Regions from separate parts of the Mus musculus genome. Here all the other regions are linked to region 4. The links are chromatin contacts, called in public Hi-C and HiChIP or PLAC-seq maps. All regions are on one chromosome and are shown on one strand. Each heading gives the region's core, a stretch centred on a gene start, on an enhancer-like site or on the middle of the called end of the contact. The rest is flanking DNA. Distances are from core to core; before and after follow the strand shown. Region 1 has its middle 160 kb from the start of Gm39377. Region 2 has its middle 180 kb from the start of Gm39377. Region 3 has its middle 45 kb from the start of Gm39377. Region 4 holds the start of Col12a1 (collagen, type XII, alpha 1). Region 5 has its middle 120 kb from the start of Gm39377. Region 6 has its middle 76 kb from the start of Gm39377.

Region 1 (4,410 bases), core at 120-2,619, 480 kb before region 4:
CTTCTCCTTCAGAGTAATCTATCCATAACAGACTTGATCTTTCTGACACTGGTGGTCAGAATCACTACAGATAAAGCTGCATAGGCTCCTACAAAAGGCAAATGTGGGAGTGGGGTGGGGGGACCCCTGTATTTTCATGTGGCTGCTTCTGTAAGCCTTCTGAATAAATGGGCATCAAGTATTTCTGCTCTAAAGTTGAAAAAGTATTTTTCTAGATTATAAACATCGAGAATACTGTAACTTACATCCTGACGCTTTGTTTGTGTAAAGGAAGAAGGGATGATGAAGCAGGGGGATGGGATATATGAAAGCAATGGCAAGTGAGCATTACTATTTACACTTATCTGAACGTTTATTGCATTAACTAAACAAACTTAATTTCCATGAAACTGAGGGATTAATCTGAATAAAGGGAAAAAAAGACAAAGGCTCCTTCTTTTGTGTAGAGATACAAGCCCTTGTAGAAGAGAACACATCAAAGCATCACAAAGTATGCATAAAGGCACTGATGGCTATTAAACTTCCCCAAATTTGGTATTATGTCCACTCCACAACCGAATTGCTTCATTTTCAAGGTAGTTCAGTTGCCATGTGTAATTGCAGTGAATACTATGTCGTACTAATTGACATTAGTCTTTGTGGAAAAATGTTCAGTGTTCACTTTGGAATGTCCTACATCTCCTCCCCTTGAGACTTCATCTGGTCCCAATTACCAGCTGCTCCTAATTTGATTCAGTGGCAAAGAACAAGCTGGGCTTCTGTACTTAAGCTGAAGCAAGTCTACTCCACCAGGCCTAGGTTTTGTGCTGTTACTTTTCTGTTAACTGATGATAGTAGAAAACTTTTTGTAACCCAAACAACTCTACGACATCTTATTTAAAACACAGAGAGCAGAATTTTTAAGTAACACATATGTAATTTCTTAGCTTTTTCGTTTGAATGCAGCTTTTTGGGGCTTTTTAGCTAAAGAATTTCTACTTTACTGATTATCATTTTAGCTTAATTCATGATGATTATTGTAAAGTGGTGGAATTTGTTTATTTATAATAGATTACACATATTTTTGGAAGGGTTCTTTTGAGTTCTAACACCCCTACCTTCTTCAGTTTAATTTGTCTAACATGTAAAGGTTGCTCATACATGCCCAGAGTTGTTCTAAGTACTGGGTTGTAATTTATGATGGTTATAGTTTTGATTTCTCTGAATGTTTAGATCTTTAGAAAAGAAGATATTAATTTGAATGTGAAACCCCCAAAAGCCAGTCTTCAGAGTTTAGTATTTTTTTTTTATTTTCAGTGTGTGCTGTTAGCCTGTACCCACAGAGTCCTTGGGTACTAGTCAAAACAAAACTGGGTGTGATCAGCCCTGGCTGTACTCACCACAGACACTGAGAAGTGCCATGGGTTCTCCCCAGGCAAATATGCTGGTTTCTAGTAGAGTTTTTCCATCCAGACCAAAAGCCACCCATTCAATCTCAGGCAGGGTTGACAGCCCTTGGCTGGTAGGACAGATAGAGCCTGTTTCATACGTCTATATGGTCAATGAGCTCAACTGGTTGATTTCATATTCTGTCAGTGATTTAGAATAAATCAAAAGAAGAATATGTAACAGATTATACAAAAAGAAATATTATACAAAAGTAAAGTGTTAATGCCTTTAGCAAATTTGACTTGAGTTCTATGAGTTTCTTAGCATTGACACTTTACCCAATCATGTTTATGCTGCTGCTGTGTTAAGGTCAAATGCTGAATTCTTCCAATTTGTTTTACATGTATTCCTCTAGCCCTAGCACTTGAGGCAAAGACAAGAGGGGCAGAGGGGCAGAGGGGCAGAGGGGCAGAGGGGCAGAGGGGCAGAGGGGCAGAGGGGCAGAGGGGCAGAGGGGCAGAGGGGCAGAGGCATCTCTGACTTGGGACAAGTCTGGTCTACAGGGTGAGTTACAAGACAGACATATCTACACAGAGAAACCTTGTCTCAGAAAAAAAAACAAAAAACAAAAAAGGAAGAAAAACAGATTTATTTTTCATTAGGCTCCACCCATCCCAACTCCTATAAGATCTTCCTCAACTTTCCCAAATCAACATTGTTTCATTAGAATATAAGCAGACAACATAAAAATAACAACAACCAAACCAGAATAGGAAAAAATAAACAGAAGAAAAATAAGAACCAAAGGATAAACACAAGAAATACAAATTACCCAGAGACACTCACATTTGCACAACACAAATCCTACAAAAACACAAAATTGTAAACCATGCTATATAAGCCAAAGACCTGTAAGGTAAAGAAAAACTCCCAAAGTACCTCTACACATACCATTAAATGTGTTTTAGCTATCTAATGTTGGACATGGGACCTGCTCTTAATTGTGGTTTGTACACACAGTAGGACTCTGTTGAAGAAAACTAATATTTTCCTTCTGAGAGGTTGTCAATTGGAAGTAGCTTTTGGGTTAGAAATGGAGGCTTGTGTTTGCTTTCCCTCTCAGGGCTAGAACACAATCTGACTTAGACCATGCAGGCCTGTGGATGATACCAGAGTGCATGGATTCATATGTATGTCAGCCCTGTTATGTTTAGAAAGACTTCTTTTCTTGGTAGCTTTCATCTCTGCTGGCTTTTTGCCTTCTCTTCCTCTCTCTCGCAAAGTTGCTCATCTATATGTATATGAATGTGAATGTGTATATCTATATTATCTATATGCATATATGTGTATATATATATGTATGTATATACATGTATGTATATTTAAAAATTGAAAATGGATTCTTCCCTCATACAATACATCCTTAAAACAGTTTTCCATCCCTCCATTGTTTCCATTTCACCTCTACCACCTCTCTTCCCTGAATCCACTCCCCCTCCATCTCCCATCAGAAAAGACAGGACTCTGAGAGACAACCACAAACATGGGTGTGTGTGTGTGTGTGTGTGTGTGTGTGTGTGTGTGTGTGTGTGTGTGTGTGTGTATGTGTAAGGCAAGGCAAGAGCCCTCACACTGAAGCTGGAAAAGGCAACTTAACAGGTGGGAAAGAATCCAAGAGCAAACAAAAGAGTCAGAGACTGGATCCCACTATTAGGAGTTCCATAAAACCACCAAGCTAACAGTCATAACATATACACAAAGGATGTGGTGCAGACCCATGCAGGCTTCAGTCTCTGTAAACCTATAGGAATGAGGTCTGCTGAGTTGTTCAGTGGGCCATGTTCTCTTGGTGTTCTCCAGTCCACCTGACTCCTAGAATTTCTCTGTGCTCTCATCCAGAGCTACAAGAGAAGGGATCCAATGGAGCCCTCCAAGTTAGTCTCTCTCTCCACATAAAGTCTGACTGTGGGTCTCTATATAGTATCCATCTGCTGCTCGAGAAAGTTTCTCTAATGACAGTGGGACATGGTGTCAATCTATGAGTATAGCACAATAATAACATTGATTTAATTATTTTTAGAACAGTTGTAGATTTCCAGGGTATCCACTCTGTGAGTCTTGGCCATACAAGTAGTGTCAGGTATGGGCTTCCTCTCATGGAGTGGCTACCCCACAAGTTCTACATGGCCATTGTCCATGTACATCTTGCATGCTGGATGGATTGTTGTTCAAAGGTTTTGTGGCTGGGTTGGTGTCCATGTTTCTCTTTTGGTAGTCTGCAGAGTATCTCATTGCACAGAAGAGACTAGAGTATGGGTAAAGTCTCTATGCAGCCACCAACTGAACCACTGCATGTTCCGTGAGCCCTGCAGGTGTTGTCCTCAGCAATGGGGTCCCATTGTCAGTTGTAAGAGAACAACCCTCTGTTTTAGTGTTATCCTGGGTTGTTTGGGGATCTTCATGGGACATTCTTGGCCAACAACTCAACTGAATGTAACTCAGTCTGTCCACTGGCACAAGAGATGTCTAGTTGAGACTCCATATCCTCTATTACTAGAAGTCCTTACTAGGATCACCCTCATAGATTCCAGGAAATTTCAGGTTTAGAATGAAGACAAATCTGTGAAGTTTCATAGAGACATTTAGAGATTTTTTTTTTTTACAAAATTAACATTTACCCATTAAATTACATAATTTTAAGTAAATTTTTCTATGGACTTACTTTATAGTATTTCTTGCTGCCTAACCTTTCTTTATAATTAGTCATTTTTTAAAAAGGTCATTTAGTTTTGCTCTGCAGTCCAGATTGATGTTAGCTCCCAAATAGTGAGATTATAGGTGCACAGAACTATTTGGCCTCCTCTAAAATTTCCATACTTTATGAATTCCTTTGTAGTAAAACAATTGTACACTGTAGTTAACTCTTAACATCTGTCACTAAATTAGCTAATCATACTCTTTTCTTACCAAAATTCTCTCAAACTTGACATGGATATTTGATCTACTATAGTGGAGCATGTTATCCAAACTCAGTTTTTTGTA
Region 2 (4,400 bases), core at 640-3,139, 510 kb before region 4:
AGTGCTAGAGATCTGAACTCAAGTTCTCCTGCTTATGTGCCAAGCAGTTTACCCACCGAAGTACAGGGAGAATATAGTCAAATTATAATGTATGAGATTCTCAAAGAACTAATAATAATGAGAAAAAGTATATACTCATATACATACATATGGTTTAAAAACAATAGATGAACCTACCAGGGACTATTTATTATTGTGATGGTCTGAAAATAATTTTCTCAAGAAGACTCATCAATGTTTGCCCCAAATGAATTGCACTTCGAAGAAGAACAAAGTATCTCCTGAAAAGGATGCTCAATTTAGCAGTCTGATTCCTGCCCCAACTTCATAAAGCTCTTACGCAGGTTATAATAAATATGCATATTGTTTAGTTTTGTGTTTGTTTTTTGCATGTAAATGATGTTTGTGTGCATGTGTGTGTGTTCGCACATGTGAAAGTATGACGTGGAACCCTGTAAACTTAACTTAATGAAAAAAGATCTATCACTGGCTCAAAGCTTGCAAATTCTGGCTAGTCTTTCTAGCTGGGTTGTTCTAAGGATCCTCTGTCTCCACTTCTTATATGCTTGGATTACACATGGCTGATACACTTCCTAGCATTTACATAGGTTTGGGAGTCCAAAATTTGGTCCTGGTACTAGTGAGACAAGCATTTTATCCATTCAGCCATCTCCCTATCATCTGGCTTATACTTACTGTCCTTTTTCATATTTATCTAATTTTCCATATCTGAATGCATGTATTGGTTTTAATTTAAATCAGATTTATTTTAATTGACACATAGAGTAAATTACAAATATAATGAAGTAACACAATGGTTCAATGCATGTTTAAATATGACCATTTCCTTAGACATTTATAGTTTCATTCTTTTGTTTATATATGTATTTTAATTATGTGTGCATGTATGTTGGTTTTGGCATGTGTTAGTGCTGGTGGCCTGGGAGTACAGAAGAGATATCCTGGAGCTGAACTTTAACCTCCTGACGTGGGTGCTTGGAACTGAATTCTGACCCTCTTCAAGATATGCAGTTTTCCCTGCTTAGCTACTTCTCCAGCCCCTAGCTATTATTTTTGTATGTGATGAAAACCCCCCATGTGCTAGCTATTTTTATGACAGATTGACACGAGTTAAAGTCATCTGAGACAAGGGATCCTCAATTGTAGGCAAGCCTGTAAGGCTTAATTAGTGACTGATAGGAGAGAGTCCTGGCCATTTTGGTGCCATCCCTGGGCAGATATAAGAAAGCAGGTTGAGCAAGCCATGAAGAGCATGAACATAAACATCCCACCCTCTGCATAAGCTCCTGCTTCCAAGTTCCTCCTCTGTTTAGTTCCTGTCCTGACTTCTTTCAATGATGAACAATGATATGGAAGTATAAGTCAAATAAACCCTTTCTTTCCCGAAATGCTTTGTTCATGGTGTTCTATCACAGCAATATTGACCCTAATTAAAATATTCACTATTCTTTTTTTCCAACTTTTAATAACATACAGTACATTGTTATTATCTACATTCACCTTCCTAGGCAATGGCTTGCTAGTCATTACCTTTTACACTTTATTTGATTTGTTGAATCAGCTAGCTAGCTATGATTTGTGTTTATATGTAACTTTTTTTTTGACAGAGCTTTTGTTTCTCCATAATTTGAGCAGCATTGGTCTGATGACATCATAACACTAGCTGACACAAAAGCTCCTCACAAAAATGAAGATTAAATGAACATTTAAAAAGTTAAATATTGCATAAAACTACATCAATGTACTAAAACATGGTGTATGGTGAAATAGCAGATGTAATCCTGCCAACCGAGGCAGACCCTGACAAATGATAAGCAGCCGGAAAGGTTTTGAATCCTCAGAGTCACTGAACTGGAAAGTTTGTGTGACCTTTGCCACTGGGTTTTCAGCTTGTTGTGAAATGAGTGTAAACTGATCTTCTGAACCCAGACTTCCCTGATGTTTGTCAAGGGCGCTTTGAGCATTGGCCGATTCTAGTTCTACTTAGTCATCCACTGTGCTCATCAGACTAAACAGTAGAGTGGTGAATGTCATTAACACGAAGAATAACTTCTTAGTAAAAGCAATCTTGAAGTGGCAGTTTGCCAACTAAACTGATCGTTTATGAAACTACTCCTGGAGGCCAATTTAATATCAACTTGTAACTCTGCATATAATTAATTAAAATACTGTTAAATGTGTAATTTTATTATATTAATTTTTTTACAAAAATGGCATGATGCTTTGCACTAGGGTTCGACAAATTATCATGCATAAGTGCTCACTTTCATTCACATTATTTATGGTTACATCCTTCTTATAAAAGTAAAGCTATGTAGTTACTGCAGAAATAAAGTGATCTGATAAATTTAAAATATTTATAGTTTTGTCCTTTATAGGAAAAGTTGGTGAATCCTCCTTCAGACTTCGATTCATCATCATACAGCCAGATTTCAGAGTTACATACAGTTCGTTATCTGTCAAGGTCCACCACAGACAATATCCATGCTGCGTCTATCACAGTCCTATGAAAAGTTGTTATTCTCATTAATTATATGAGTGACAAGAGGGATGGAAATTTAAATATTTATACTCATAAAGACAGTGAGCCAGAATTTAGCCTCAGTTCTAGTCCACGGGATTCCTATTCAATTCACATATTTCCCAGTAAGTCCATTGTTTTCCTCTTCCAGGCAACTCTTCTGATCTCAAGCTATTGGAAAGGGTACCAAAACACAAGTTAAGGGTTGTAGCTACCTGGATGTATAGTTGAACTTAATATATAGCTTGATACATTGCACTTCTGCTGAAGTCTAGATTTTATCCAAAAACTCAGAACTGCCTGGCATCGTTTATTTTGAAAATTTGTAAAAGCCTGTGTTTGAGTATTATAATACTTGCTTATTAATTAGTGAGTGGAGTTTGTCAAACTACTGGCCACAAATGATCCAGTGACAAGATATTCCCCTGTAGCCATGATGTTTTTTCTCTCTTGAAACAGGGATGTCATGGGCATCCTTCAAGTAATTTCCTAATTCTACTAGGACTCATTAAGCAAATACCTAATTAAACAATTTCTCACTTCTAGTCAAGAAAAAGACTTCTGACAAAGTAGGCAGGTTTTTGTTTTTGTTTGTTTGGTTTTGGTGTTTATATATACCAAGTCTCACCATGAAGGATTTGATAGAATTTCACAAATCAATTAATCAACAGGCCATTTCACCCAACAAAGTAAGTTTCAAACATTTGATGACTTCATTCTCAGTGCAAAAGAGCAGAGAAAGCAAGGGCATGTCACATCACTATCACTAAACAGTGGAATTTTGAAGGAAAAATCATTGAAAAGACATACACTCCAAATTTCTAATTTTGTTGACTATTAAACCAAGGGCTCCATCCTAATGTAGGATATAATACAGTTGTTAACTTGTCCTTCTTCCTGTTATTCCAGGGATTGTTGGTCCTCTGACCATGATGAACAGTTCCCCACACATCCCTGGGAAGACACCAGGATATCCTGTAGACCTTCTGCTCCTCTAAAGGACGTAACTTTAAAGTCTTCACATTCTGTGAGTTAAGAACATTATTTCAGCTTACACAGGATACTTAAGCTCCTCAATAAGAAAGTGACACTGAAAAAGCTTCATTCATCATGGCAGTTGAGGTATATGACCCATAATACAAACATACTCTGTTCTTATCCCCCAAAATAACCTTAGTAGTAATTAGACAAGGAAATTAAATTGTGGAATTTTGACATTAAAATATAAAAATATAAACATATTAATTAAATATTCCATAAATAAGTTATTAAATAAGAGTTATCCCCAAGCTAGTTGTAAAAGAACTAATTTTTTATCTGCCCATTGAGAAGAACTGCATAAACAAGGTTTGTGTATGAAATCTGGTTTTTCATCTTTTCATCTGTCCTCACTCATCCCTCCACCCTAAGCACATTTGTCTTTCCCTGCCCCTGCTCCACCCTGGCTGGAACTGTTGCTCCTGAAGCATGAAAAGGAGAGGCTGAGATCAAGGGGTTTCTGAAACTACTGAGTTTCTAGGCTGGAGTGGAAAGAATGGCATGAGCTCAAATACTCAATGATATGTTCAGAATTATATTGACAGAACTCAAGAGCCTATTTTTACTAATGAAAAGCACAGGCCTCTTAAGTACATCTTTCCTCATTTTGTTTCGTTCCTTACAGCAAGTTCACTCCTTCTCCCCCACCCACCCACCCAGTGTCTAAATATGCAGAACTTCTAGCCAAACTTTGGCACCCCACATCCTTATTCCTTGAACAAATGAAGCCATTGTGGACACATTTGTGCTCATATTCATCATTTACATGTCCTTATGGTATTGTGTTTGATCGTGGAAAATATTATGGGCACATTATTCT
Region 3 (3,812 bases), core at 1,143-3,642, 370 kb before region 4:
AATAAAAAGTAAAACTAAAACAGCTTGAGAGAAATAGGGTAAAAGATCAATCTGCAATGATCACATGAACTGCATGTGGATTCCTGTATTACTTTCAGCACTTTTTCTGTATTTATGAAGCTATATATAAATCCTGATAGCCTATATAGTAAATCAAATCTTGGTTGATATTTATTTATTTTTCTCAGTTTTGTTTCTTTGAGCATCCAATGTTGTATCAAAGAGACAGGTTTCTGTTTATCATAAGGTGATTTATTTGAAAATAAGTTCCACATGAATCCCTTCCAAGATCCTGCTCATCAGTGCTTGCTGAGTGGTGTGCACAGTCTGGGGCCCCCATCATAGAGTGGCCATGTCACCTGCATCTCATCAGTCCGTGTGGATGCCTCTAGACTTTGACTTTGGGCAGGAATAGTCTGGGGAGGGAGAGCTGGTGCTTCAAATAAGGTCTAGGATTTGTACCAGTTACTTTCTTGCTTTTCTTCTCATCCTCTTTCTGTTTCTCCCTCCTTAGCAGTCCTCACTTTGCAAGTCAGGTTTCTTTTTCTATTGCATCCATTCAAATATCCCTAGAATTACATTTGGCAAATGTGCATGTGTGCAAACATCAAGCTAATGACAGCACATATACAGCATTTCTTTTGAATACTTCAGGACTGCTATTTAGACTTATCTGGAATCTACCCCACCCTTGAGAAGAAGAGTAGAATCTTTCAAAATCAATGAGTGGCTGGGTGGTGGTGGTTCACACCTTTATTTCCATATTCAAGAGGCAGAGGCAGGTGGATCTTTGAGTTGAAGGCTAGCCTGGTCTCCATGATGAGTTCCAAGACAGCCAGTGCTACACAGAGAAACCGTGTCTCAAAAATCAACATCAATAGGAAAAACAAAAACAGGAACCACAACAAAGAGAATTATTGAGTTCACCTATTCAGTCACATGGTGCGTCTCGTAGAAGCATACGTTCCACACTCTAAGTCAGAAATATTTTTACCTAATTTTACGTGATTTCACTAAGACAAATAATCTGGGTTCCATGTTCTCTGGAATATAAAGAGGAAGAAAGTAATAATAATTAACAACCATAAGGCTTGGTTCAGAATAACATGCTGGGGTTCTATTAAAACTAAGAATAAAACTTTTTTTTTGAGCAGGACCTCATGTAGCCCAGGCTGGTCTCCAAATTACTAAGCAGCTGAGAATGAGTTTGAATTTCTTGTCTTCCTCTCTCTACAACATCTGCCCTACTGTGTCTGATTTTATGTGGTAGCAGAGATGAAAGCCAGGGCTTTGTGGATGCCAGGTAAATGGTCTGACAACTGAGCCATACATCTCCAGCCCCCAAAATAGAAATTTTAAAAGAACATTAAATGGTGCTGGGGGTCACTTGCTACAAAGACTCTCAACTTTTAAAGCCTTAATAAACTTTCAAGTGTTTTCATCTTGTTGCACCCACAAAAACAATGCCCTAATGGCTGCGTTGAACAGTGTGAAGACAGTGACTAACAAGTACAAGTCCAGATAACATAGTTGAGAGGTATTTTTTTTTAATTCTACTCAAAATGATGGAATTAAAACATACGCTCAAAGCTGTTATTACAATTGAGGTCTAAAATGTCACCCCAGGCTTAATACTTTCCTGGCTTCCAATTTCCATTTCCACAGTCTCCATGTGGTGCTCCAGCTAGGGACGGAAAAGCTAACGGTCAGCAGCAGAAGAAAATGTTGCAACTTTGTATAATGAAACACTGCATTTCTGAGCTTTAATAAGAAATTTGTTAAGTACATTCATAGGAGTGTACTGTGAAATTTTGTACTCCTTTCACTTCTACCTAAGAAAAATTAATTAAAATACCAAGGCAAGAATTAGAGTGCTCCTGAGCAGTTTGATGATAATACTCCAGTACTTCCTTCTTCCTCAGTGTATTGTAATGTACCAACATGTATATGTGCCCAGCAGATTTACAAATTATATTTGTTTAATCAAATAAAAATGATAAAACTAACACCTCTTTATTCTTTTAAAAGTTAGCTATCAGTATTTGAATGATGTTTGTTTCTCATCAAATAAAATCTCTTAGAAGTACAAATTTGCCTTAATGCCCACAACACCACCTTTTGGACTTGATAACTTGGGGGAAGGGATGTCCATCATCTGCCTTCTGATACAGTGTCTAGTGGAAGAGGATCATCCCCTCCCCCCACCCCCCCCCCATGCAGAGATTCATATGGTCATCAGCAATCAGCAGCAGCTGGCAGTAGAAACGCCTGTTCTCGGTGCCAATGGACTGCAGGCTCTTGGCAATGCTTCCAGTGGACTCATCTGTAGCCAGGATGCCCTTGACTGGAGCCACAATTCGGTGAGCAATGTCAGACAGCTCCCTCTTCTGCTCCAGGGTCAGTGCTGGGTATGGGTAAGGCATAGTGCCGGTGGCAGAACTTTCCTGGAACAGGATGGGGTGAGTCTGCCGGGTACGCTGATGGTTAGGCGAAAGGACTTAAGGAGAGAACACGGCTAGGGTCACCAGAACCTCGCTCTGATGCACATTCCAAAAGAACGAAGCTTATGCATAGATAAGGGTGTGGTGCCCCTGGCAGGAACCAATGTCGAGACTACTACCCAAGGGCTGGATGGGCTGTCAGAACGCTGTGCCCAGTATAAGAAGGATGAAGCCGACTTTGCCAAGTGGCACTGTGTGCTAAAGATTGGGGAACATATTCCCTCAGCCCTTGCCATCATGGAAAATGCCAATGTTCTGGCCCGTTATGCCAGCATCTGCCAGCAGAATGGCATTGCACCCATTGTGGAGCCTGAAATTCTCCCTGATGGAAACCATGACTTGAAGTGTTGCCAGTAAGTAACCGAGAAGATACTAGCAGCTGTCTACAAGGCTCTGAGCGACCACCATGTCTATCCGGAAGTCACATAGCTGAAGCCCAACATGGTCACCCAGAAATTTTCCAATGAGGAAATTGCCATGGCAATGGTCCCAGCACTTCCTTGGACAGTGCCCCCTGCTGTCTCTGGGGTCACTTTCCTGTCTGGACGGCAGAGTGAGGAAGAGGCAACCATCAACCGCAGTGCTATCAATAAGTGTCTGCTGCTGAAGCCACGGGCCTTGACTTTATCCTATGGCCGAGCCCTGCAGGCCTCTGCTTCAAAGGCCTGGAGTGGGAAGAAGGAGAACCTGAAGGCAGCGCAGGAGGAGTACATCAAGCGAGACCTGGCCAACAGCCTCGCTTGTCAAAGAAAGAATATCCCAAGTGGCCAATCTGGAGCCTCAGCCAGTGAATCTCTCTTCATCCCTAACCATGCCTACTAACCAGAGCTGAACTAAGGCTGCTCCATCAACACCCCAGGCCCCTGCCTATTCACTTGCTATTGAAGAGGGGCCTCCAGGCCCTCTTCCATCACTCTTGCTGCTGCCCTTGTGTGTGCGTGTTCGGTGTGTTGTCTGTGAATGCTAATCCTGCTATCCCTTCCAGCCCACTGCCAATAAACAACTATTTAAGAGGTGGGGGAGAAGTACAAATTTGTACCTCATTATAGATTTGTCTCAATGTATATATTATTCCATACTAATGACTTACAAAGCACATCCACCTAGAGGACCTGGACAAGTTACATTTAAATTCTTCTTGCCCCATTCTTTTGAAATTTCTGACTCTAATTAGTATCACATATTATCCAATTCGCATGTACTTAATGAGAGACCTCTTTGTCAGGAACTGTCATGGATATTTGAAAAATACTAATTAAAAAAAAACTTTCACTTTATTTATTCATCTATTTATTTATTGGTTTCTCAAAT
Region 4 (4,229 bases), core at 362-2,861:
CAAGAATGAATCACTTCTCTTTGGGGTATCTGATGAATAACTCAGCCATCTCAGCCAGCCAAGAATTCCGTTCGTATACGTTTTAAAGAAAAACTTCTCTCTCCTTCTTAGCCAAAACATTTATCGGAGTGCTTAGCAACACTTCATTGAGCATTCTCAGACATAGATGTCTGAAAGCGGTAGCCCTTACGTGGCAGTAGGATTTCCCTCACTTCCCCTCATGAATGAAAATGAATCAACTGCCCGGAGTGGGGGCACTATGGGAACTGGTCTCTTTCGGACAACTTGCCCCTCCCCCACCCCTTGCTGGAAGGAGCCAACTTCTTAACTCTCTCAATTTAACTTTTTTTTTCAAACGCACACACAGGCACACAAATGTTTCGTGGGCCCATCTAGAGTCCAGGCGTCACCTACGTCTTCTATAAAGGCTACCTAGCCAAGGACGAGCTTAGACTTGTTTCTTCGCCCCCCTCCCCCAATCCTACCCCAGTATTCTTTAGAAGACCCTAACCTTGGAGCTGAGAGGAGGTGTATGCCAAAGATCTGAATTGGTCAGGGGATGGTGGCTGAGGAAGCCAGATGCAGGTCCCATTTGTCAACTGCTCTCAAATGCACTGACTCCACGCACTCTGATCTGTGCACTCAAAGACTGGAGGAGAACCCTCCTCAAAGGTCCCATTGACTGACCCTGGGTAAAACTTAATCCCAGTGCATTCAGGAGGAACCCAAAAAGGAAGTCTCAGAAGCTGCGAGAGCTGGCCTAACCCAGCAGCACTTTGAAAGCAGTGGAGGATGGAGCCAGGGCAGCTCCCCCGAGCATCTGGAGATGCCACTAGCGCCTAGTCTCCCCAAGCTGGAGCGCTTTCCACTGGCCCTCCATGGAATTCTTCGCGGAGCGTACAGTACTTCACTTCGTTTTCTGGCAATGCCTTGAGTCCCTGCTGCAAGCCTGGAGTCCCTGGCAAAGCCACCAGATTATAAAGAGCGACCTATGCAGCCCGTGCACTTCACTGAAAGCGACAGAGACTATAGAGGACATTGCCCTACAGATGGATACACTGAGTCCCACTTGGCACACAAGCAAGCCACCTTTCCTTCTCCCTCCAAAACTCCAAAGAAACCGCCAAACTCCTGTGCCACAGATCTATCTCGGGCACACTAATCAATCGCTTCCAAAGCCAAGCAGCCCCTGCTGGGCATTCTGCCAGCCCCGGGTTAAGGTGCAAGCAAGAAGCCACTTTCCCCAGTTATCTTTGGGAAAGGGCGCGAGGGGTGGGGGTTGGGGTGGGGAACAGAAGCCAGACTGACCTGAGCCGGAGGTGACAGAGGGAGCGGGCGTCCAGCAGCCTGCGCGTGGGACCCCCCGGGCCTGGGAGGGCGCTGCGCTCCGGGAGCACCTGGCGGCCGCCGGTGTGGAAAAGGCGATGGGAGCACCCAGCAGCAGCGCCTAGTGCGCAGAGTGAGCGGAGGCAGGGGGACTGAATGCAGCTGCGGGCGGACGCGTCTGCAGCGGCCGCCTTTGCCGACTGGGAAGAGACTCCGCGCCGCGGGCTACTTAATAGAGGGCTGTTCCCGGCTCTCAGTTTACTCGGTTACGAAACGCCTGAGAAGGTGGAAGGCTGCCACGGGTGATGTATGCTCCTCGGCGGTGAAGGAGGTCTACTTTTGGGAACGTGTGCATACTTCGAGCATTCCTTCGGCGTGAGGTGGCGATCGCCGTAGTAGCAATGCCCCTCCGGGGGCGGGGAGGAGGGAGGGAGAGAGGGGGACAGCCGCAGCCGGGTTCCCTGCCAAGGGAGGCCGCGGACTCCTCCGCTTGGGGCGGGCTAGGGGGCTCGGGTTTCCCTAACCCAACGAGTTTCTTTAATACGTTTATTTTTCTAAAATAAGAACAATGGAGAAGTGGGGAACGGATCTTCGTTTCAGAGCAGCGGGATGGGCATCCCCTTTGTCCCTCACCATTGCATCTCCGGCCGCCACCGTCCCCACGTCCACCTTCCTCCCCCTCTGTCCTGGGTGCACTTAAAACCGATTTACAGGCTTTCCATTAACTAACTGTCTGTGCACGCGGCGGGCCTCTGTCTTTCCCAGTCTCCAAGGCGCGACTTTGAAAACTCCGACAGCCGCCTGCCTGCTCCCGGCTCAGGGCTAGGATGGCTTTCCCAGGCCTGTCTGTCTAACCTAGTTTTTCAGGATAGAGATGGGAGGCTTCGATTCAGTCTGGAGGGAGGGAGAGGAAAGTTATTGGTACCTGGGGGCGGGGGCGGCGGGGGCATCCCAACGGGACACTTAAGAACAAGTTTTATTCTCCTTAGAAATTTCTTGTCAGTTTAAGAGTAAAATCTGGCCCACGTTGGGGCTTCAGGCAGCTCTTCCCTAAAAAATTCCTAGAGGTGAAAAGGACGGAGAGGAGCTCGCTCGGGGACGCTCGCACGCAGGCGCGAGCTACTGAGAAGGCCAACTAGGAGCCGGATACTCCGCCAGCACACGGGCTCTTTTCTGCAGCTCCCCGGTTCCCGGCACTCCACCCCTTGGACGCAGTGGGAGTCTGGCACTTGAAGTTGCCAAATTGTACAAGACGCATGGGATGAAGTGTCCAGTAGTCACACGTTGTTATCCGGAAAGGGCTCGAAGACGGATTCCTACACGCGTTTGTGAGCTCAGAACTCGCTCCGCGAATTTCCCGCCCCTTGAAGCCCAGAGACGTCGCCTCAGCAGGGTTGGGCTAGTGGGTACTGGAAACAGGACAGGGCTCTAGACCCTGGAGTAGACCGCCCCTTGGTAGCAGAAGTTGCGAGCACACCTGACTTAAGCCTTTCTTCCATGCTTGATCTTACCTCTGCAGATTTGACTTCCCTGCTCTAGGCACATTAGTGTTGGAATTGACCAAAACTCTGCACGCTTTTTCCCAGTTCCCTTGCGCCTTGCCCCACGCACGGGCGGCCTCTGGCCAGAGCTAACCAGAGCAAGAGAGGAGCCTGGAAGAAAAGAAACGAGAAAAATGAGAATGGCCACCACCTCTGCACATTCTTGGAGCACGCAGGGCCCACTCAAAGGCCGCTGAGCAACTTGCACAAAGCGCCCACACAATGCGCAGGCTTTTCCCTCATGTCTCCACAGTTCTGGTGTCTGCCTAGACCCTCCAGCCAGGGTGTGAACGCATCTGGAAGATGCAAACACCAATGTATGCGACACAGCTGATCTTTTACATCCCTGTGATGCTCAGAGCCACCCAGGAGCAGCGAGCCCCCTCTTCATGCCTGAAGGGAACTCAGCTTCCAAGCCTGCTCTTCAGCAGGACATGCACATGTAGGGAAAAGCGTCCAGTATGGTCCCCAGACACGTAAAGGAAGGTGGCAACAAGACAGACCAGGGCTATGGTTCCAGCACCCCACTGTGAAGGTGAAGGACTACACCAGCCATAGAAGGACACACACACACAAGCACAATGACACTCCCTATCTAGAAAGGGAGAGCTGGACAAGTGGAGAGTGTCTATCCCTGTCTTCCTCTTGCTCAGTCTGCAGCCTGAAGACCGATTGGAAAAGACTTCTGGACACAAACATCCTCTCCAGCCTAGAGCTGCGAGCGGCAGGCACCCAGGCAGGGGCTCCTTTTGCTCAAGTCCTTTTTAACGGGGAGGCTGGGGGAGGGGGGAAGATATGCTGCAAGAAAGGTGGGTGAGGCAAACCAACAGCTACAGAAGCCCTTATCGCCTTCTAAAAAACAATCCCTGGACAAGATTTAGTGGTTCTAGGTGGGAGGCGGGGGGGGGGGGGGCGACTTGCTGGTGAAGGAGACAGTCACAAATGTATCCAAGCACGCTTATTCGCAAGGGGCCATGGGGCAATTCAAATCCTCGCAGCCTAAAGTCTGAATTGTTTGGTCTCCTGGGCCCTGTAAGCTTGACTCCAGTAAGGGGACAAACATGTTAGAACCCCCCCTCCTACCTGGTGCCTGTCAAAGGTGCGTTTGTTTCTTAACTCCCCTTGGAATCTGTTAAGTTTGCAGTAAAGCGGTGGGTTTTTGCTGACTGAAGCACAGCTGGTTGTATTTATTGAGTCTAGTTGCTTCCTGTGGGTCTTACTCCTGTGGCCATATCCCCAGGATCGGCCTATCCTCTCTCTCCCTCTCTTCTGTTCCCACCTCTTCTCCCTTCGAGTCCTGGGTTCCCGGGGGTTCAAGATCTACAGATCTCTTGTCACACAGCGCGACCTAGTGGATGACTA
Region 5 (4,003 bases), core at 194-2,693, 450 kb before region 4:
CACACAAGGCCTGAGATGGAAATCCATGATGCATTGGTAGGCAGCAGCCCTGGATAGAGCAAACATAAGAGAAAACAAGAAAATGCAGCAAAGATACTCTGTCTACAGTGAGTGGCGAAAAAGCTTCTGAGTCCCAGTGTGCATCACTTGATCATGAAGACAGAGGTTCAAAGCTTGTAGAACTGGAAAGTTGCAACGGAGATACAAAGAAAAACGAAATATTTAAGTGTAGCTGTTCTGTAGTCTACAGTTGGCATTCTCTAAAGAAGGGCAGATGTGAGAAAGATGTTGGTCCCAAAGGACAACATTTACCAAACTCCTTTGCTTCTCATGATCCTCTATATCACAATAATCAACTGACAGCATACAATGAAGTTACTTACACATAGGATCTACCCTCTCTCCCAGTTCTCCTGACATGGCGAAATCTCTGTTCTCCAAAGGCTGCATAATACCACACACTGAAGTAAGGTTATTGATCAGTCATATTTCCATTACTCTGTTGGTGCCAAAGGGGTCGTTTTACATCACTCAGTATAACTTTGGTTTGGAGAAGATATGTGGATGGTTTCTTTTGGAGGTTTTTAAAAACAGAGTTCATTTTAAGATTTTTGAGAAAAGCTATTCAAAAATTACAGCACAATGATCAGCTGACACATTATACTGTCTGCATGGGTGCCTGTGCACGAACACTGGTTCCTGTCTTCCAAAGCTGCAGACCCTTGGTGTCGCCCTTGTTGCATGTATGTGCATCTGCTGAGCCAGCGTGCTCTGCCGCTTTGACTCAAAAAAATCGCGTCCTCCATATCCAGCCATTAAGTCACTATACTGGACACGCACCACTGGAATGCTGTGACCTACATACGGTGTATGTGGTTTACATTTTCAGTAACTGGGAGGCAATTTAATTGTCTGACTCAATTACAGTAAGTGAGAACCAGACTGCCAACTCTTCATTCACCTCATTGTAAACGGACCCCTCCGAGTCAAGCCAGCTTCGTGATGGAGAAGCTGGGTCAGCAAAGCAGCCGGGGAAGCATGACTGTTCCAGTCTTTATTTTGAGTGAGCTCTTGGTTTCCTTCATCCTTTCTTTCCAGCTCTGGTTTTTTGAAACTGGTCAAACTCGAGGACCAAGAGTGCAATTGAGTTTGACTCACTACAGAATAGGGATCTTATTTTGGGCAATGGTTTTCTTAGGATAAAGCCAAAAAAGAAATCCTGCCCAGCTGTAGGAACCTTGCTTTAGCTGTTGTGTCCTGCTGTTTGCTTTATTAAGCTGAAAAACATGTTTTCTATATGGAGCTCACATGCTTTGATTCTACACTTGTCTCAGTCTCAGCACCAGGGGATTAGTTCAGACGCTTGGGACTACACTGTTTGATGTCCTCTTCAGTCCTGTGCAGACTGGTTTGCCAAGGGACTCCTTTGACTTGCCAAACCTGGCTTCTGACCAAGGAGTGCAGAGCAGGCAGAGCCAGAGAACTGTCAATCATCAAGAAGCATCCAGTATCCATGGAGAAATAGCCAGTCTGACTCTTGCTCTCTGTGCCTAGTAGCCAAGGAATGTGCTCAGGCCTTAGTAGGTGTTAAGGCGTCTCATCTTTGGAAATTGTGGTAAGAGATAATGGAAGGAATTTTAGACAAGGCTAAAGATAGAGCCTGTCAGTTACCATGATAAGCCTTTGAAAAAATGCAGGCAAAATTTTAGAAAGAACAGGGAAATATAGTGAGAGGACATCCTGGATTTTATTTGTTGGCACTAAAAAAACCTAATATTTATAGTTGCTATAAAAACGTCTACAGCTTGATATAGGCAGACAGCCACCAACACTCCTTAAACTCTGTAATAGCCATAATAGAAACTTTTTTATCCCATAACCTAAGATTAATTCAGCAAAAGAAAGGCTCATAGTATAACAGAAATTGCCAAAAGGAAAGAAATTCTAACCTGAATTCACCATCTGAATTCTTTCTGAAAGATTTTTTAACTTTTATTTATGTATCATTGTCTTTATCATGTATATACATATCATCTTATGTATATGAGTGTTTATCTCATATATGTGCACCACATGCAAGCTTGCTGCTTGTAGGGGCCAGAATATGGCATTGGATCTTCTGGAACTGGAGTTACACATGTTTATGAGCCACAACGTGATTGACATGAACTGAACTGGAGTTCTTTGTGAGAGCAGCCAGTATTCTTAACCACTGAGTTGTCATAGACACATCTTAATTTTTTTCTAACGAAGAATCTAAGCATCATTAATTACATTCACTTTTTTCTCTGGATATGAATTCTATGTTATACAATCCAGCTCATATTTTATGTTCTGTAGAAGACTTTGATACCCCATAACTTGTTCATATGGAGTACATATTAGTATAGCAACACATCGATTAACAAAATCCATTTCCATTGCTACTAAAGGCATTATCTCAAAGTCATGTGTTTGTAAATACTTCTTTGGAAGTTAACTTGGAAGGAAATTCCCATAACATTTATGTTTATTCCATGGAAGCTTTCTTTTTAAATTCATGTTTACTGGTTTGAAGAAACCATGACAAAACGTCTGACCTTTCTAGAGAGGAAGAATCAAAATTCCATATCCAAGTTTCCCATCTTCCTGAACTGTGTTAAAATCTTTAGGGTTTTATTGACTCTGTCTGGTCTGATGGGTCAGGGCACACTTATGATACACAGAAACAATCCAGGAATCCATTTGCTTACACCAGTGTCAACTGGCTCTTCTCTGAGAAGCAGAAGCAACAGTTTCAACACACTTAAAGCCATAGGACATACATGCAATGAACCTGTGGACCATCTCATTGCACAGGTCTAGAGAAAAACAACATAGCTTCTATAAAGGAAGAAATTTATTATCAGCAGCTTTGTAAATTGTGACTATAGGATTCCAGTGCAAAGAATACTCCATCAGCTTTTCTGTGACTACTGGTCACTTACTACAGGTTCCTTTCTGGCCCTGGCTGGCCTCTGATTCCCTGGCCATTTCTTTCCAGGAATCCCTTCTTTCTGTGAGACCTGGTCTGAGCACAAAGAAGGTAATCACTTCCACAAAACCCTCCCTGATTTGGAAAATGTATCTCAAAATCCTATTTATTTATTTATTTATTTATATCCCAAACACTGTCCCCTCACCCAGTTCCCCCAGAGACTCTCCCCATTACCCCACCTCTTTTCCTCTGAGAGGGTGCTGGCCCCCAGATATCGCCCCTCTCTAGCACATCAAGTTTCTACGGGGTTAGGCACATTGTCTCCCACTGTGTCAATACAAGGCAGGCCTATGTGCTGGGTCCTCAGTCCTGCTGTTTGGTTGGTGACTCAGTTTCTGAATGTTGCCAAGGGTCCAGGTTAGTTGACTTTGTTGCTTTTCCTGTGGAGTTCCTATCCTCTTCAGGGCCTTCAGTCCTTCTTCCAACCCTTCCATAAGAGTTCCTGAGCTCTGTCCAATCTTTAGCTGTGGGTCTCTGTTTCTGTTTCAGTCAGCTCCTGTGTACAACCTCTCAGAGGACAGTTATGCTAGGCTCCTATCTGCAAGTATAACAGAGTATTAATAGTGTCAGGGGTTGGTGCTCGCCCGCAGGATGGGCCTCAAGTTGGGGCAGTTATTGTTTGGTCATTCCTTTAGTCCTGCCCTATCTTTGTCTCTGAATGCTTTTAGATAGGACAAATTTTTGGTTGGAAATGTTGTGGGTGGGTTGGTGTCCTTTTCTCTCCACTGAGGTTCCTGCCTGGTTACAGAAGGTGGTCTCTTCTGGTTTCATGTCCCCACTGTTAGGCAGTGAGGCTAAAGTCACCTGCATTGATTCCTGGGAACCTCCCCAATCCCAAGTTTCTGGGGCTTCCTAGAGATTCCCTCTTTTCCCCAACCTTCAGCAGCTGCAGATTTCCATTCATTCTCATGTCCTTCAGGCCCTCTCTCCTGTCTCTCCCCACACTGAATCCTGAGCCCCCATTCCTCTTCCTATCTTCTCTCCTAC
Region 6 (4,115 bases), core at 1,226-3,725, 400 kb before region 4:
ATGCTGAAAAAGTTTTACTCATAAAACAATTTGCCGATGTAGCAAGATTATACTATATGGGCCATATAATGTATATCTCACTAGAGAATAAAGAATATGCATCTTTTACTTGTATAACTGAGTAGGAGGGAGGATACTGAAAGCAGCAGCTTGATAAATCTCTGTACTAATAGCGAACTCTTTACAGAGAGAAGACAAACTGATCAAGTCAGGCTGGAAAGTTAAAAAGGCCATGTACTGTTTGCCTACTAGAATGTGTAAGTCCCTAGTCCCTATTGATGATGATATCGCACACTTCAGCACAGAAATTGAAGGAGTCAAGTTGAATACAACCTGAAAGACTTTTCACTGAGGACTAAGTTTCATGGTACCAGAAAGTTATATTCAAGCTGCCAGGAAAATAAAGATAAAAATAAGCCTACCGATCTTTGACAACTATGAACAATAACAATCATAGGCATGGTAATATTTCCTTCAAGGTGCAGTAGTGACATGTATGTCTTGGTGGTTACTTTCTTATTAGGCTCAAGATTCACTAAGATGAATGGAAATCATGCCTCATACCTAGACAACTACCTGGAGCTAGTCATGGATCTTAGAAGGAAACCTGTTACCTGTGTTTTACTAGGCAAGTATAATTCCTAACTGAATTCTAAACATCTATCATAATAACCACAGATAAGAGTAGCTCTCACTCCTCATCTAACAAGCTATTTATTTATTTATTTATTTATTTATTTATTTATTTATTTAATATAGCAGCAAACACAGACCATTACAGCAAGGTCAAATGGTAGGAACAACTGAACTTGAGATGTCTGGTCCCAGTTTATATATCTACATCATAGCCCCCATACCTAAGGCTCAGGGAAATTCATAGAAGAAGAGGCTTACATGTTGTATGAGCCAGAAGACTAGAAATTCTACTGGGAGATCATATCTTCTAGATATGGTAGCAATGATACACCATGCAATCTCAATAATGTGATATTTTTTATTACGTATTTTCCTCATTTACATTTCCAATGCTATCCCAAAAGTCCCCCATACCCTCCCCGCCACTCCCCTACCCACCCATTCCCACTTTTTGGCCCTGGCATTCCCCTGTACTGGGGCATATAAAGTTTGCATGGCCAATGGGCCTCTCTTTCCAGTGATGGCCGACTAGGCCATCTTTTGATACATATGCAGCTAGAGTCAAGAGCTCCGGGGTACTGGTTAGTTCATAATGTTGTTGCACCTACAGGGTTGCAGATCTCTTTAGCTCCTTGGATACTTTCTCTAGCTCCTCCATTGGGGCCCCTGTGATCCATTCAATAGCTGACTGTGAGCATCCACTTCTGTGTTTGCTAGGCCCCGGCATAGTCTCAAAAGAGACAGCTATATCAGGGTCCTTTCAGCAAACGCTTGCTAGTGTATGCAATGGTGTCATAGTTTGGAGGCTAATTATGGGATGGATCCCTGGATATGGCAGTCTCTAGATGGTCCATCCTTTTGTCTCAGCTCCAAACTTTGTCTCTGTAACTCCTTCCATGGGTGATTGTTTCCAACTCTAAGAAGGGGCAAAGTGTCCACACTTTGGTCTTCGTTCTTCTTCAGTTTCATGTGTTTTACAAATTGTCTCTTATATCTTGGGTATCCTAAGTTTCTGGGCTAATATCCACTTATCAGTGGGTACATATTATTTGAGTTCCTTTGTGATTGGGTTACCTCACTCAGGATGATGCCCTCCAGGTCCAACCATTTGCCTAGGAATTTCAGAAATTCATTTTTTTAATAGCTGAGTAGTACTCCATTGTGTAAATGTACCACATTTTCTGTATCCATTCCTCTGTTGAGGGGCATCTGGGTCTTTCCAGCTTCTGGCTATTATAAATAAGGCTGCTATGAACATAGTGGAGCATGTGTCCTTACCGGTTGGGACATCTTCTGGATATATGCCCAGGAGAGGTATTGCGGGATCCTCCAGTAGTACTATGTCCAATTTTCTGAGGAACTGCCAGACTGATTTCCAGAGTGGTTGTACAAGCTTGCAATCCCACCAACAATGAAGGAGTGTTCCTCTTTCTCCACATCCTCGCCAGCATCTGCTCTCACCTGAATTTTTGATCTTAGCCATTCTGACTGGAGTGAAGTGGAATCTCAGGGTTGTTTTGATTTGGCATTAACTATTTTAAGTGCACAAGTTTTATTTTGTGAGAATAGTAGAACCAGCAGATTGGTGATGGCTGTCGCTGGAAAGGTAGTTCACTAGGAATAGTTACTCATATCTCCCAAGAGGGAGAGCCAACTATACCACACGTGCCACAAAAGAAGCCCTAGGATAGTTCAAGAAGCAAAAGGGGAGGGAAAAAGCATAGAGAAGAACCTTTAGTGTAGTATCCATGGGAAAGAATAGGAGGGGCAAGGCAAATGGGTATGGGTAGGTTAGCTTAGCTATTTCAGGAGTATTGAGAACAGGAGTAGCTTCATGTTGCCTAGTACCTGTTTCCAGGGTGATCTGAACAGAAGTAGTAGTCATGACTGTGTGGGTACAAAAGAGGAAATGAAAAGAGTGTAGAATCTGAGTTATTTCATTGGTGTAAGAAAAGTACATGTAGTTCTTTTCATTTTCCATGAATTGGGTAATGACGGTAATGGCTGACTCTTCGTGTGATCCCAGATGACAAAACACCATAAATCTAGAAGATATACAGAGAAAAGAGCACTAGGAAAAATCCATATCTATACAAACATGGCATGCTATGGTCCTGCATACAGTCTTTCAAGCCTTCTTTACATTAAAGCTCTGAGTAAACCATCCTGGGAGAAATTCTTCGGTTAGTCACTTGCTCTGCAAGGGTCAAGGAGGCCCAGCAACTATGAGCCTCTCAGAACTTTTCTGTGTGCACATGTTCTCTGTGCTTATTGTACATATCTGAGTTAGATCTGCTTCTGGTGCCATGGGGTTTCTATTACAGTGAACATCTAGGAAACAATTTAGAATGTAATAGAATGTATTACGCTGTGAGCTCCCCTTGAAGCAAAGCCTCTGTTTTAGCCACTTTACCTTAAAGACAGTTTTTGTTCAAGATTGAGAGGATGTTTCTTAACTGTCTTGCATTGACATCCAAAGCACTTTCAAGAAAGTCATAGAAATGCAGTAAGGACTATAATGACTGTTTGAGCTGTTTGTGAGATGCCAAAGGGGGAGAAGTAACTAAATGGTCAGCAGCTTGAGGCTCAAAAAACAGAAGTCTCAAAATGTGAACAACTTGAGATACCACGAAGAAGAATGTAAAGGACACAATCTAGATGGTGGTAGTCTGAGCAAACCACACTGAGTTCATGAGCCATGACGTTGATGGAGCCCCATCGGGTGTGGGATTCAGCATGTTCTGTAAGGATACAGCACCCGAGTACTGTACAGCACGAAGTGAATATTCTAGAAAAGTTTTAGAGCTATAGAACAGAAGTGTAAGCTGTTGGGAGAATGGAGAGAAGCATTTTATTTGGCAGTCTTGATGAAGTGTATTTTTCAGTGTATCTAATACTTCTATACTTCTATTTATACTTAGCATATTTAAATGTTCACACTCCTTCAATAAGGCAATCTGCTTCCATCTAGGAAAAACAATCTTATCAACACAGTGGTGTACATGGAGTATCCGATGAAGGAAAACAATCTTGTGTGAACACAAGAGGAGGCATGCAGTTTCCTTCTCATCAACCATTTTGTCATGAGAGGGATCTAACAGAAAAGCAGTATTAATGTGGGTTTCCTACAGCTGTGAACTGAAGGGATAAAATGACAGATGCCCTCATTATGAGAGAAAGAAAATAATATTTGCTGATGGGAGAGGCAATAAAGCAGATGTTTTGTTTTGTTTTGCTGTTATTAGCTTGTTCTATTTGTTTGTTTTTAAGACAGGGTCTGACTTATGCATCCTTGTCTGACTGGAGCTCACTATGTAGACCAGGCTGAATTTGAATTCACAGAGTTTCACCTGCCTCTGGCTCCCAGGGACTAGAATTAAAGGCATCTGCCACTATGCCCAGCAAATAATGTCTTTAAATTAGCCCTCCCAAACAATACATGTGTGTTGTTTTGGCACCCATTGTAGTTGTCTGTGTTC

Evidence for each region. Hi-C and Micro-C count contacts between places; a contact is called where the count stands out from the background. HiChIP or PLAC-seq counts read pairs in DNA pulled down with a chosen protein or histone mark.
Region 1: an H3K4me3 HiChIP or PLAC-seq map of craniofacial prominence shows a contact between it and region 4, with 5 times the contacts expected there. The contact joins the enhancer-like site here to the promoter of Col12a1 in region 4. A contact is called at or near these places in 3 of 39 promoter capture datasets (embryonic stem cells, hippocampal neurons and liver), 1 of 484 Hi-C or Micro-C datasets (stem cell-derived epiblast-like cells), 5 of 115 datasets of contacts at active chromatin or transcription factors (astrocytes, craniofacial prominence, embryonic fibroblasts and 2 more) and 2 of 9 other capture datasets (embryonic stem cells and pancreatic islet).
Region 2: a contact with region 4 is called in an H3K27ac HiChIP or PLAC-seq map of hepatocytes, with 21 times the contacts expected there. The contact joins the enhancer-like site here to the promoter of Col12a1 in region 4. A contact is called at or near these places in 4 of 39 promoter capture datasets (embryonic stem cells, frontonasal cranial neural crest and liver), 21 of 484 Hi-C or Micro-C datasets (the AML12 cell line, the C2C12 cell line, Sertoli cells and 10 more), 12 of 115 datasets of contacts at active chromatin or transcription factors (the NIH/3T3 cell line, astrocytes, craniofacial prominence and 9 more) and 2 of 9 other capture datasets (adipose tissue and embryonic stem cells).
Region 3: a contact with region 4 is called in a Hi-C map of muscle stem cells, with 2.0 times the contacts expected there. The contact joins the enhancer-like site here to the promoter of Col12a1 in region 4. A contact is called at or near these places in 7 of 39 promoter capture datasets (the C10 cell line, embryonic stem cells, liver and 2 more), 16 of 484 Hi-C or Micro-C datasets (the AML12 cell line, the C2C12 cell line, the G1E-ER4 cell line and 11 more), 10 of 115 datasets of contacts at active chromatin or transcription factors (astrocytes, craniofacial prominence, embryonic limb bud and 4 more) and 3 of 9 other capture datasets (adipose tissue, embryonic stem cells and pancreatic islet).
Region 5: a contact with region 4 is called in a Hi-C map of cerebellum, with 6 times the contacts expected there. The contact joins the enhancer-like site here to the promoter of Col12a1 in region 4. A contact is called at or near these places in 6 of 39 promoter capture datasets (embryonic stem cells, hippocampal neurons, liver and 1 more), 10 of 484 Hi-C or Micro-C datasets (the AML12 cell line, the HL-1 cell line, brown adipocytes and 4 more), 6 of 115 datasets of contacts at active chromatin or transcription factors (astrocytes, craniofacial prominence, embryonic limb bud and 3 more) and 2 of 9 other capture datasets (adipose tissue and embryonic stem cells).
Region 6: a Hi-C map of cortical neurons shows a contact between it and region 4, with 3 times the contacts expected there. The contact joins the enhancer-like site here to the promoter of Col12a1 in region 4. A contact is called at or near these places in 6 of 39 promoter capture datasets (the C10 cell line, cranial neural crest, embryonic stem cells and 3 more), 3 of 484 Hi-C or Micro-C datasets (cortical neurons and muscle stem cells), 5 of 115 datasets of contacts at active chromatin or transcription factors (astrocytes, embryonic forebrain, embryonic limb bud and 2 more) and 2 of 9 other capture datasets (adipose tissue and pancreatic islet).

What each region holds. Positions count from the first base shown.
Region 1 is chr9:79,232,597-79,237,006 of GRCm38.p6, forward strand. No RefSeq gene overlaps it. Among named protein-coding and RNA genes, the nearest start is that of Gm39377, 160 kb to the right of the region's middle. Within about 2 kb of position 1,370, at least 9 of the 459 cell types and tissues checked have an H3K27ac peak or open chromatin away from gene starts, as enhancers often do. A contact at or near this core is called in craniofacial prominence and embryonic limb bud, where this site is marked.
Region 2 is chr9:79,211,637-79,216,036 of GRCm38.p6, forward strand. No RefSeq gene overlaps it. Among named protein-coding and RNA genes, the nearest start is that of Gm39377, 180 kb to the right of the region's middle. Within about 2 kb of position 1,890, at least 17 of the 459 cell types and tissues checked have an H3K27ac peak or open chromatin away from gene starts, as enhancers often do. A contact at or near this core is called in the C2C12 cell line, granulosa cells, hepatocytes and 2 more, where this site is marked.
Region 3 is chr9:79,344,204-79,348,015 of GRCm38.p6, forward strand. It overlaps the pseudogene Aldoa-ps3 and the pseudogene Aldoa-ps4. Among named protein-coding and RNA genes, the nearest start is that of Gm39377, 45 kb to the right of the region's middle. Within about 2 kb of position 2,393, at least 3 of the 459 cell types and tissues checked have an H3K27ac peak or open chromatin away from gene starts, as enhancers often do. A contact at or near this core is called in cerebellum and muscle stem cells, where this site is marked.
Region 4 is chr9:79,717,111-79,721,339 of GRCm38.p6, forward strand. It overlaps Col12a1 (collagen, type XII, alpha 1), which reads right to left and starts at 1,612. Exons shown (of 66, transcript NM_001290308.1): 1 at 1,309-1,612.
Region 5 is chr9:79,269,013-79,273,015 of GRCm38.p6, forward strand. No RefSeq gene overlaps it. Among named protein-coding and RNA genes, the nearest start is that of Gm39377, 120 kb to the right of the region's middle. Within about 2 kb of position 1,444, at least 25 of the 459 cell types and tissues checked have an H3K27ac peak or open chromatin away from gene starts, as enhancers often do. A contact at or near this core is called in cerebellum, second pharyngeal arch cranial neural crest and stem cell-derived neural stem cells, where this site is marked.
Region 6 is chr9:79,312,441-79,316,555 of GRCm38.p6, forward strand. No RefSeq gene overlaps it. Among named protein-coding and RNA genes, the nearest start is that of Gm39377, 76 kb to the right of the region's middle. Within about 2 kb of position 2,476, at least 3 of the 459 cell types and tissues checked have an H3K27ac peak or open chromatin away from gene starts, as enhancers often do. A contact at or near this core is called in cortical neurons, where this site is marked.